2 separate regions of the Anser cygnoides genome follow, and region 1 is linked to region 2. Evidence: chromatin contacts called from public Hi-C data. All regions are on one chromosome and are shown on one strand. Each heading gives the region's core, a stretch centred on a gene start, on an enhancer-like site or on the middle of the called end of the contact. The rest is flanking DNA. Distances are from core to core; before and after follow the strand shown. Region 1 holds the start of AP3B1 (adaptor related protein complex 3 subunit beta 1). Region 2 holds the start of ARSB (arylsulfatase B).

Evidence for each region. A called contact is a pair of places that touch in the nucleus more often than the background predicts.
Region 1: a Hi-C map of liver shows a contact between it and region 2, with 4 times the contacts expected there. The contact joins the promoter of AP3B1 here to the promoter of ARSB in region 2. A contact is called at or near these places in 3 of 7 Hi-C or Micro-C datasets (granulosa cells and liver).

Annotation. Positions count from the first base shown.
Region 1 is chrZ:78,622,715-78,628,993 of Taihu_goose_T2T_genome, forward strand. It overlaps AP3B1 (adaptor related protein complex 3 subunit beta 1), which reads left to right and starts at 3,161. Exons shown (of 25, transcript XM_066987682.1): 1 at 3,161-3,400. The coding sequence starts at 3,270.
Region 2 is chrZ:78,314,369-78,320,941 of Taihu_goose_T2T_genome, forward strand. ARSB (arylsulfatase B) reads left to right here and starts at 3,732. Exons shown (of 8, transcript XM_048055797.2): 1 at 3,732-4,043; 2 at 6,525-6,573. The coding sequence starts at 3,780.

The DNA.
Region 1 (6,279 bases), core at 1,911-4,410, 310 kb after region 2:
ATTATCATAAAGTTTCTGTTACATAGGGCTTGAACTCCATTAAAAATGAACTTCCTTAATAATGCACCTCCTGAATTCGTTGTTATGGCAAATAGAGTACTAGTACTATGATCCACTAGAGGGCATCAAGTAAGCATACGGCAACACAGTACAACTGAAAACACAAATGGACTTAATTAACTTGGTAAAAACCACCAAAAGATATCTTCTGTAAATGGTTCAGAAAGCTGAACAAAGTTAATTGTGTTGAAAAAGTTGAAGATTTTTTTCCCATAAAATGTGTATGTATATATATAAAATACACATATATACATGTAAGTTTTGATGAAAAAGAATATTTATTTATCCGTATAAATTCATCTTTCCTTCCACAGAACCTGGGAACTTATTGCTCAGTGCAATCATTTTTAAAAACTGTGTCCAAACATAACATATTACATAGCTGTTTACATCTATGAATGGAAGACTAAGAAACAATTCATTTTACCAGGTGTTATGTGTAGTAATTGTGAAGATGGTCATATAGAAATATAGAAATGAATCATGATGGTGAAATGATTTCAGAAAGAAACATGATGAATGAAAAATAAGAAGCAAAATCCCATTATGGTTCCTGTTTTAAATCTTATGACTTTTTTTTTTTTTTTTTTTTTTTTTTAATGCTGTGTAAAAACCTGAAGTAGAATTCTGTAATCAATGAATGTAAACGGAGAATTTAGATTCGGTGGTATTTTGTGTTTCATAATCCAGTATTCTTAAAATAATTTTGTACAGGTGTAAATTCAATGGGCAAATACATTGCTCCTGCAGGGTGATCGTGAAGAGTTAATATAGCAAGTAGAAGGCTATTCAAGGAAGTGGTGTGGTGTATTTCAGGCTAGAACTAGATAGCAAGAACTGACAACGAGAGCTTGTATCCAGCCCTCCTTATATGACTATTTAAATGTACTTAAGAAATCTCCATATAATATTTGTTTTCTGTTCTCAGTTTCTGCTGCACTGCTACTATCTGTTCCACTTTTTTGTATCACAGTCCCATGATCACCCACCTCAGTAGCCTGTTTGTGTCCTTTTCCATGTGTTTGTACTCCCCAAAATGAAACAATCTATAAACTTACTATTGTCTCTTTTTTTTGAGTGTTAATCCTTCCTCTAATCTTTCTTTTTATGTGTCATATGTAGTATAAAGAGGAGAATTAGTTTGTTCTACTTAAGGTGTTCCTTATCATTATCAATAAATACACATATTTTACAGCTTTATGCAAAGAAGCAAAACAGTTTAAAGTCTCTTATTTCAGAGAACCAGCAGAGTCAGTCTTCGAAGGAACAAGAATAGATCTACCTTAAAAACTATGGACTTGGCCTGATATAGGTTACCTTTTCCTACCCTGCATGTGCCTTACATACAAATAAAAGATGTAAGCCAGGGCCCCTTTCATGTATGCATAACCACGTATGGGACCAAAGTTCAAGCGCTCTCACTGTTACACTGTGAAAGTAATGCATGGTTTGAAAAATTGAGTCAGAGATGTTTTCAAAACGCTGCTGGTACAAATTCAGAGAATCAGCATCTTAAACTTTTAGGAGATGAATAACTGTCCTTTTTACATCTGGTCTTGCTAGATGCCTACTGGCATCTGCCTCTGAGAGCCTACTCTGGTTTTTGATCCTTTAAAAGTCAGGTCCTAGGATTTCACCTGACTTTGTAAGATCGAGAGATGTCTGCCTCAAGTCACATCACTGAAAGAGTATCAACAGGTGCCGTGAGAGTTTGTGGTAATTATAACGAGAGATCTGCATCTGCAGGGAAAGAAAACTGGTGTGGCTGTTCCTGTGAGCAATTGGAAGGGATAGTATGAAAAATTGTAAATCTGAAGAACCAACAGGCATATTGGTGATGGTCAAGAATATTTGCATTGTGACTGGGAGCCAACAGTGGCCTTTAATTCTCTAAGCCTTGACTTTCAAGAGACTGTACTACAAAGAAGAAGGCTATTAGAGACCCTGAAAGGAAGCTGAAATGTTGGCATCCACAGAAGGCAACTGAAGTGATCAACTGACCTTATCTCTGTCCCACTCTTTTAATAGATAACGTATTGGTAACACCTCCTGTCAAGTTTATTTGCTTGGCACTAACCCAGTTTCAAACAGAAATGTACAAGTTGGTGAAAGACAAGAAATTTGAAGAGCTGCCTCAGAAAAATATTATGACAAACCATTTTTTCCCCTCTGTAAGATAAAAGGTATTGATTGTGAACTGTAACCTTTTGGAAATGAGTTTGTTCTCAGGATGAAGAGGCTGGACTCCGCTAACATAATTTAGATAGATGGATAGAAGGGCATTTTAATGAGCACAAATTATTCCTCAAACAGTAGGAGGTGTGGAAGAAGACAGGATACTTTGGTGTGTGTAGGATGTATATAGTAAAATAAGACTGTAAAAAGAAATTAAGAGAAACTTTTCTCGTATGACTTCTAGTCATCCTTTTATGTTCCATGGGCTCGTATATGTAAGTTGCTGCTGTGAATGTAGGCTGCGTCATCGCTCCTGGAACGGCAAGTGTTGTTAACGCTGGGACTGGAGCCACCTTGCTATCAGATGAGATACCCTGGGACTGTTTCTCTTTTCTTTCCTCCTTTCTAGTGGTGGAATTGATAGGACTTAACTTTTAACTTGTTGAATATTTAGCAACCTGGAGCAGACTTGCAGCGCAGTCAGTGTGTATGACTAATTAGTACCAAGCTGGTTAATTTATAATATTGGTTACTACACGCAACAAGAGTTGCTTTTGCTACGTGTAGGGGCCACGTTAGTATTCTGGCTACACAAAAATAAAACGGCCTGTGCCCAGCAGAGGCCAGGGGGCCGGGCAGCGGCGTGCTTAAGGTTTGTGTTTGGACATCTTTTGGATTTTTTTTTTTTTTTGGAGTGTTTGGACAATTTTGGAGATTTTTTTGTGCTTGGACATCTTTTAACTTTCCTTCCCGCCCAGGCACGGCAGGGGCCGGTCAGCCCGGCCGTTACAACACCCGCCTCACGGCCGGGCCGCGTTGCCGCGGCGACGGCACCTCCGGGCGGCGGGGCGGGGCGGGGCGGGGCGGGGCGGGGCGGGGCGGGGCGGGGCGGGGCGGGGCGGACCGAGTCCCGTCCCCCCCCCCCCCCCCCCCCGTCACGTGGCCCTCCCGCCCCGTGCCCGGTGCTTGGCGGGGGGTGTGTGCCGTGCCGTGCCGTGCCGGTAAGTTTGTCGGAGCGGGCAGCGAGCGGCGACATGTCCGGTAACGGGCACAGCTACGGCGAGCAGGCCGGCGAGGCGGCGCCCGAGCTGGCTCAGGAGGCGGCGCCCACCACGGCCCCTTCGGTGCCCGCGGCCTTCGGGCTCTTCAGCAGCGACACCAAGAAGTAAGGAAGGGGACGGGGGCGGGACCGGCAGCGGGGTCGGGCGGTGAGGGGCGGCCGGGCCTCCCCGGGCCGCGTTTCCGGGCCGGGCTCGGGCGGCGGGGAGGGGATGGGGGTGAGGGAGGGGAGGGGAGGGGAGGGGAGCGGGCCTCAGCGCCTCGTCGCGCCGCGGCGAAGTTCGTGTGGCGGCGTTTGGCGTGTGCCCGGGGCTGTGGAGCTTTTTTTTTTTTTTTGGGGGGGGGGGGCGGGGTTGAATTTTTTTTTTTTTCCATAAAGAAGCTTTTTATCAGTTTTGCTAGCCAGCCGCGTTGGCGCAAGTTTCGTTTTGTTTCCCGTGGGTCTTAAGAAGCGCTCGGAAGTTTGTCTGTGGGAGCTGGGGACGTGGTTGGCCGTGACGAGGTGGCTGGTGTGAAATGGGAGGGAGTTAACACGGTCCGGCTCTTGGTCAGAAGTCAAAATGAGGAAATAGGCAGGGGGAAGGAGAAAAAAAAAAAAAGAAAAAGAAAGGAAACAGTCTAAAGTGCACCGACACCGAAAACCTTTAGCTCCTTAAAGGAAAAGGGACCTGAAGCGACAAAAAATGCCTCTGGGAAGGATCAAGAGGCTTGCCAAGCTGGAATGGTATCCTACAGCAAATCGGAAATCTATTCCTAGAGCGACCAGTAAAAAGGACCATAAACTAAGGTCTCGTGTACATCAGGAAATCAATCATCTGTTCTTTAGTTTGATTGTTCTGCGCAAAGAGAGCATCCGTGCTTAGAAACCTCGACTGATGTGTTTATTTTTATGCCACACTGAAGTAAATCACAACAAGGCGAAGCTGCTGTGATTCTCATGCTTGTCTCCTTGAGACAGCAGCTGATAGGCCTCCTCAGTTTTCCATACAAGTCATACTTCTCTTCATCTGCGATTCCTCTACATCTTTTGCTTTTTCATTCTGTTCCAATTAAAACTTTCAATGATCTAGCATGGATGCCCTAATGACTTGTGTTTGTATCTGACTTATGTTGCTTGCGCCCTGCTTTTGTTGTTCCTTTCTGTGGAAACAACTTTGTGCTTTATTTTTTAACCATCGTTCTTCTTACACTTTTCTGCAGAGGAGAGTACCCCTGATCCTTGATCGTGGCTGTAATTCTATATATAAACTCATTTCATCCTAGATTTCAGACTGTTTTGCAGGCTAAGTATATTTGTCAATGTTTCCGCAGCTGTGGGAACAAATTAAGTAATTCTACCTGAGGCTGTCCAATGGTTGCAGAAATACAGCTCTGGGGTCCTGAGGCTTTGTGTGTACGTGTTCGTGTATGACTTTCTGAATATGGAAGAACCAGAGTAGCTGAGTAGCTTGTGATATGTGTGTGCCTTTTTAATTTGTGTTCCAGGCTTGCTTCTTTACTTAAAGGAGGGGAGAGAAGATCCCTGAAGAAGGGGCTTGAGGAGAAAGCTGATTTTGATCTCAGTGGTCTTTGCAGCTGACAAACAAGTCCTTGTTAAAACAGGAAGTTTGCCCTGATTTGAAACTATGTGGTAAAATCCTAATCTGTGTAAGAGATTTTGAGAAATGGACACTGCAGGAAAGCTCTCCTAATAGGCCCCAAACTCCTTACTGAGAAGCAAACAAAATTTCTTACACCTCGAGCTGAAATGGAAACCTTCTCAGGACAGTGCCTGTAGCCCGTGTTGAAGACATGGTGTCTTCTTGGTTCGTGTTCTTTAAACTGGTCAGATCTGGACCCTCTCTAGTGTGTGCACAGAGGAGTGCAAGATGTGTGTCTGTGTCTTGCATTTTCAAGGATAGATGTAGTAGGATATTCCTCTAGTGAAAATCAAGTTACTCTTGGGGCTCTTCACGTTTGCTGCTCTCTCTTGGCTGGCACTCAACACTGCTGTATTTGATCTTAGATGTGCCTATGTTCCGTACCGTGGTGTTTCAGTACTTTGTGAGCTTCTTGGTTGCTGGGGAAGGAGAAATTGTCGTTAGACAGAGGGGCATGTAATGTATGGCTGTCCCTAGAATAATTGTTTGACCAGAGACCCAAATTTGCCTGTTGCAAATTAATCTGAACAATGTCACATGGTTAGAGTGTTACTGTCGAGACTATCATAAACACTTAAAACCAACAAAGAATATAGGCTTTTTTGTTTTCTGTCTTCATGTATTTGTCTTGAAGTGAAAGCAAGCTAAAGTATAATGCTTCTGAAAAAAACAAGTTGTTTATAGGGTTGTGCTGTCTTTAGTCTTACAGAGTATAGAAGGGTGTATGACAAGTTTCTCAAAGATGCACGAATGAATATCAGTAGTCTTAAATCTGAAGTCTGAAGTTGACCTAATATAAACTATTTGTCCTAAATGTCGTCTTTTTGTCTGTTCAGTAGAAGTGCACAGCTGAAGTACTTACCACATAAAAGTTCTGAGCATACTTTGGTGTCAAATGCCCACATTTTTCACTCTTCTGCTAAAGCTGACTTTTTAAATTTTAGCAATTCTAGGATTTGTTCATTAGTTTTTAATTACGAATAGAATCTTCATTTAACAAATGTAGTGTTTTCTCAAAATGCTAGTGCTGTGGTTTGATTGGGACACAGTGTCAACATTGAAAATATTTCAGGGCCTTGAAAGTTCTATTGTGAAGACATCTTGAATCTGAGTAAGTGGAAGGTTTGACAGTGGGAAGATTAGTAAGGATGAAATAGTTCATTGAAATAGTTACCTTGCCACAGCCAAGTAGCAAGAGGTTGCATGTGCCATGTGCAAATATGTTTCTCACTATTTAATACATTGTATGTATCCAGTGCAATGAAAAAAAAAAAGGTTGTCAAAACAAAACTCTTGTTTGCATCATTCAGGTAACCACGTAAATGTTCAGGACAAAAAAGTGAGG
Region 2 (6,573 bases), core at 2,482-4,981:
TAGAGATAATTTAACCAGTTTTAAGCAGACATGGTTAAGTATTAAAAGCATTGCAGCTATTGTAACACAGCTATATCTCTGACTGTGCTTCCTAGTTTACCCTGCTGCTTTTTTACAGTCTGATACCCAAACCAGCTTACTAGTTATTTATTAGGATAGTTTATCACTGCAGCACATCGCAGCATGGCTAAATTGTAAGGGGAATAAGCTTTACAAATCATGCCCATGGAGACCACCACACATAAAAGTCAATCTTTCATAGTCAAAAAATGAAGAAAAAAAAAAGAAAAAAAAAAAAATGAAGACATGGATGAGGGTGCTCGATGGCTTTTGTGTTTTCCTGTTACTGCTTCCTTTCATTGGATGTCGTGATATGGTGTTGCATAAACTTCTGATGTCGACATACAGCAAGGGAAAGTGAATAAGACAAGACTGTTTAAGTAGTACATCCATGTGTTAAGAGGACTTCCAGCCAGTCAAGCTGAAATACCAGGGTGGAAAGGCTGGCAGAGATATCTTTTGAGTCTCTCAAGTCACCCACATTAACAGAGAAGTTTGTAATGAGGTGAAAAAATGACAGTTGATCATCTAGGAAATCTTGTGAAATACTCAAATTTCTGTGCGTGGACAGATTAGGACATCTCAGAATGCAGGTTTCTCAGACATGTTCTATGTCATTGTCCTTTATTCTCCTCCCAGCCTCAGAGTACCCAAGAGTAAATGTTACTGCTATCACTTGAACCTTTGGTCCAGGTTTCCACATTGTGCCATGTTCATATTCTGTGTGGAATGATAAAGCAACACGGAGGCCATCGTTCTGTCACTTTAATGATTGCATTAATCATAGAACTCAAAATTGAAATTTTTAAAACCCAAGTTCAGAAAAGGTTGACTGAAACAGAGGGGACTGAACACCAGCCATTTTCACGGTTTATTCTTTTGATTCAAGAGAATACTCTGATATAAAATATTTTCTGTTTGGGAATCTATATCCCTCAAATAGTAATAAGAAAAATACAAGAAAAAAGAAGACAGCAGCAATATCCAGACTGTGACTGCTACAGTATCTGCTGTGTATGTTTTAGATGGTCTGACATAATGTTTTAACTCTGGCAGCTCAGGCAATCAGGTTAGCCCATTCTGGTTGAGCAGGACAAACAGCAAAAATTTTTGACACCCCTCTATAAGGGGATATGAGTTCAGCTGCGCTTGAACACCATCTTACATTTTAAAACATATGATGTAAATAAGTTATTATGAATTTTATAGCAAAATGTGCATCCAACATTTCTATTTTTACCAGCGCTGCAGATTTTAAAAGTAATTGCTCTGAATGAACAAGAGTTGTTTCCATGAGAATTTGCTAAAATTTGAATGGAGTTTTACTTAGAATGAGGACATGGAAGTTAGCAAAATATACAATTCTGTGAGACGACTGTGAATAGTGATGGGATCTGAACTAAAAACAAGGTAAGTCAGAATATTCCAGCCTTATGAACAGTATGAATCACATCTCAACAAAGAAAATATAACTCATAGTCACATATCAGCTTGTCAGTAATCTTGGAATTTTCTTCAGGGAAAAAAGATGTTAGGAAAATCTTGTTACTTCTTGTAGCAGTGTCCTATTTTAACTAGGGGCTCACTTGCCTCCTTAGCAATAAAGAAAGAAATTTGGTTATCTTATTTGTTTAATTTTATTAATTTTCATCCAACTCCTAAAACTGGGGTGAACAAAAGCATGCAGGAACAGTCCCCTCCCAGAACCTTAAACACATCAGTGCTCAGTCCCAGAAATTGACTCAGGGAGAAAATAAACAAGGTATAATATGCAGAATAAAATTACAAAAAGACAGCAATAATAATTGTTTGTATGTAAAGAAAAAGAACTTAGAGATCTTGGTATAAGGGAACCAGTGGTAACTTGACTTAATAGTACCCATTCATTCTTCATTGTTCTTTATGAGAGAAAAAATTAACAATGAAATTAGATTTTTCTTTTAATGCATCTCTTCCCTCTAAATTCTGTTTTCTTTCTCTTTCTTTTACATCATATAAAATTCCTTTTTGCCTGGATTTCCTTGGCACTTTGCATTACCTGCCAGATACACCTTCTTATCAACGCTTTCCTCATCTGTTTTCCTGCTTTCTTTTCATTATGGATTTTCCTCTCCTGTGTATGCAGTTTCAGTTCCAATCTCTTTCTGTCATTTGATTTGGAAATGCCTCTGTGGCACAACCCATTTCTTCTACCTGGAGAAAGACCTGGAGAAAGACCAGGTCTGGAGAAAGACCTGGAAGTGGGGTAGAGAGCAAGTAATATCTTTTTAGAAAGGTATCAGGACCACTAATAATCGATACTGCTTCAGAGATGAAAATTTAAGGTTAAACTGACTCCTCGAGGGAATATGAATGAATGTGTTACTAATTACTGTAGAAAAAAAGAAAGTGTCATCAGTCATCTTTGTTACTGTTTTCAAACCAGCAGGGAATCCTTTGGGGTTTATAGAATATCTGGTAACTTCATAGGCTTATCCACTATATTTAATTCAGAGGAGCGAGAACCTACTTTCTACAGAGACCAGTCAATCAGAAAGAAAATAAGCAACAGTACTTGATACTTTTTTTTTTTTCCACTGATAAATAGTATTTTTGGTGTGTATTTTTCTTTCACCTGTTACCAAATTGCTCTGTGAAGTTGGGATGACATGTATGTACCATTCCAGCTAAGTATCAAAGATGCGTTTATTTGATTTTTAACTGGACACTGAAATATTTATGTATTCCATGGATGAACAAAATTGATCAGAGCTGACAGTTCTGTCCATCCAGAGTCTTAGCTTTTACACCAAGGCTTTTAAGTAGGTTAGCAGTTGTCTACAGTGTTGCTTTAGAACATTACAAGGTTTGAAGAAACAGCCCTGTTGACATAGCTGTTCTTTCTGCCTCTTGGTTTCTTCACTTCCTTCCTACACTCTAACAGTCATAAACAACATTTTACAGCCGGAGGTGGATCTAGACTTCTCAACCACATGACCAAAATTAGGAGAAAATAGCACTGTGTCACTCATGGCTTTGCAGAAGGAGCGGGCAGGGGAGGGAGGGTAGTAGCTAACGGTGGCAGAGGCCATGCACTTTCTCCTACAGGAATATTTGCCATCTCACACACCTCAGCTGCCTCTCCAGTGACGGTGGCAGCTTGTCTTTCCAGGTCTGTGGCACCGTTTGGCAAGCAGCGAGGCCATGGCTGCGTTGGCGGCTGCCGCACCTTGTTTAAAGCACTGCATAACCTCTGTGGGTAGCACTGGACGAGCTGCAACAGCCTCACGTAGGCAGGGAGAAGTAACGGTCCCGTTCTTTGCACCAGCATACACCCCGTACTCTCCTAGCGAACGCTGCAATGCGGGCTTGCAGGCAGACCCATGGTTCCACCTGGGAAAGCCTCCACGGTTTAAAACGGATGTTTATCGTGGGAATTACAGGAAGATGAAATCGGAAGGCAACATCGCTGAGATGGTTACTCAGCTGACACAGACCACAAGCGCACACCCTGTTTTTTAACCTCCCCTGACAAACGAACCAACCTAAAGCTAACTCGGCACTTGCCGGCAGCGGGCACCCCACCACGACTTCTCCCTCAGGCCCGCACACGAGGCAGGGAGGGAGGCCGGGGGCGGGCCTGCGCCAGGCCGCGGCGCTCCCCTCGCCTCAGCCCGGCCCCGGGGCGGCGCCGCGGCTCCCTCGGCGGCCCAGTTCCTGCTCCGGCGGCCGGCGGGGGGATGGCGGGGCGGGCGGGCGTCCCGCCGCGGCTCTGCCTGCTGTGGTGCGCCCTGCGCCTGGCGGCGGCGGCTCGGCCTTCGGCCCCGCACCTGGTGCTGGTGCTGGCCGACGACCTGGGCTGGGGCGACGTGGGCTGGCACGGCTCGGCCATCCGGACGCCGCGGCTGGACGCGCTGGGTGCGGGCGGCGTGCGGCTGGAGCGGTACTACACGCAGCCGCTCTGCACGCCCTCCCGCAGCCAGCTGCTCAGCGGCCGCTACCAGGTAGGGACGGGCTGTGCCCCGCTCTGTGGAGATAAACCCGTCCGCGTCCCGCTGAGCTGCGGGCTGCGAGCTGGGAAATACAGGGGCGGGGTAGTGCAAGGTGCCGGGTTAAAAGGCGCGGCAGGGCGCCGGGACAAACAGCCCTAGCGCGGTCCCCTTCTCTTAGGTGCTTCTGAGCTGGGTGGGCACACGCAAGATCCAGCCAGAGGCAGCACTGCGTGCTCAGTTTGTGCTATTTATTTTTCCCGTGCAGTGTTTAAATGCATCCTTCACCTGTACATCTTCCTTCACATGGTGCCCCACGCTCCCATGACAGTGCCCACAGGCTGATCCTCAGCCTGGCTACCCAGCTTCCTCCTCATGCGCATGATTCCCCACCCCACCCACCCCCCCCCCCCTTTTTTTTTTTCCTCCCACAGGTTTAAGAATTGAACTTCATAATTTTGCTATACTTTTTTTTTTTTTTTTCCTTTCACTTTCATTGCAGCTTTGGCAAAAACGGGGGGAAAAAAATGGAGGAACTCGCAAAGAACTAAATGTGTGTCAGAAACTTCCCCTTTCTCTCAAAACGTTCTGCAACTGTATTTATCAAAGAAAGTGCTCAGAATGAAATTACATGTTAGTGGGTGCTACCTCTTGGTGTAGCAGAGCGATTGGTCTAGGGGGGACTTACCTTTTGCTCTGTTCCCAAACTTGAAGAGCCAATAAGGAATAGAAGGATGTAGTTTTTCTACCAGTACTTTTTTTTTTTTTAAATTACTTACACTATTTCTTTATATTGACCTATTCTAGAATGCAGCTCATACTGTTAACTTGCTTGTCTAGAAATAGGTCAGTGTCAACTGGACTTCGCAGCATCTGATCTTAGAGTGGAAATTAGAAATGCTCATGGTTCAGTCTTGATTTGAGTTCATCATATGCATCTGACTTGATAATTCAATGTCATGTTGACCTTAGTAAAAATGAGTAAAATAATATTAGAAAATTGAAGAAAATTTTCTATAAAATTGAGCAGACATTCTGTTCAGGAAAAAACTATGTAACAAGTGTGTGGGGTTTTGTTTTATACAATGATATGGTGAACATGATGAAGAATTACTCAAAGATTTAAGAATGTATCCTACATCTGGAGCTGGAATTCTGATAGTCATCCTACAGTCAATGAGGAAAAAAGAGCAAAGCTGTTGGTTTTTGAAAGTTGTAGATTTGTTTTACTATTTTCCTTTTTTTTTTTTTCCTCCCTAGTGACTGTGGAAGAAATTGCAATGCTTTCCTAGCTTGTATCTTTCACTATATTAATAATACTTTTCTAATGCTGCATTAAAAAAAAAAAAATCCAGCTCCATTTTCAAAGAAAATTAGCAACTAGTACACCCACCACTGTGTACTAGTCTACTAGTCTAGTCTACTTATCCATGCACTTTAAGTCAGGGCTTACTTGGTTTAAAAGTGAGTTCAAATGGTTGCTACCATGATGATTTCAAATTAGTCATTTAGCTTGCTACACTGAAGTGCTTAGTGGCATTATGGAATCTGATGTCTTGCTGTCTAGGGAGGTGTTGGAGATTGTGTGCTTCGACAGAGGCAGATTACTAGAAATACTTAGTAAACAAACAAGATGTTTAAACTGGTATGTGTGTGTTTTCCCTCCTAGGTTTAGGGTGGTGGGACTTTTTTTTGTTTGTCTGTGGTGGTTTTTTTAGTAGGAGATATGGGAGTTGACAAAAGTCAGCTTGTAGTACATAGTAACTGAAGAGGTTTCTTGCATCAAGCAAAATATACGACTCAGACTGTTATTACCAGTCATACTTTTGTGAAGACATACAAAGTTCACCACTTGTTAAGATTAGAAACCTGGGTGAAACAGTCAGAGGTCAGATCTAGTCAGTGTCTAAAACTTCCCTTATTTCCAATATCCAATTTTTCTTTTATTTTATTTGTAAAAGTGCTCAACACTCACTTTGAGGATGTAAATAAATGCATACCTATGTTTATGTAATACCCATTTGGAGCAGTACTGCAAAAATAGCTTTCCTAGCCTTTGCCACCTTTTCCTCCAGTAATTGTTCTCTGATAAAGGCAAAAGCTCTGTAGCTGTAACTGCATTGCACATTTTTGTCCATCTGCATTCTATTTAAATTTTTGCATTCAGGAAGACTGTAATGGTAGTTGTTACATGTTAGGCTTTCAGATGAAAATACAAAAGGCTTGATTATTTATTTATTTATTTATTTATTTATATTGCACTTGAATTATGCCTGGGAAGATCCTCTTGTTAACACTGGCAGTACTATTTCATGGTCTTCCTCCATACAGCCCCGACCTCCATCTTTGGCTTTCTGAACTTCGGTGGTGCTACTTTAGTGAAACCAGCAGGCCCTGAACCTAATGCTACCCTGCTGTGTAATATTGTTTCTTTTTGGACCTGCTTATGTGTTACTGCATTGAAACTAATACCTCTTCCTTTCTTTTCCCCACTAGATCCATACAGGTTTACAACACCAAATAATCTGGCCGTGCCAGCCCAGCT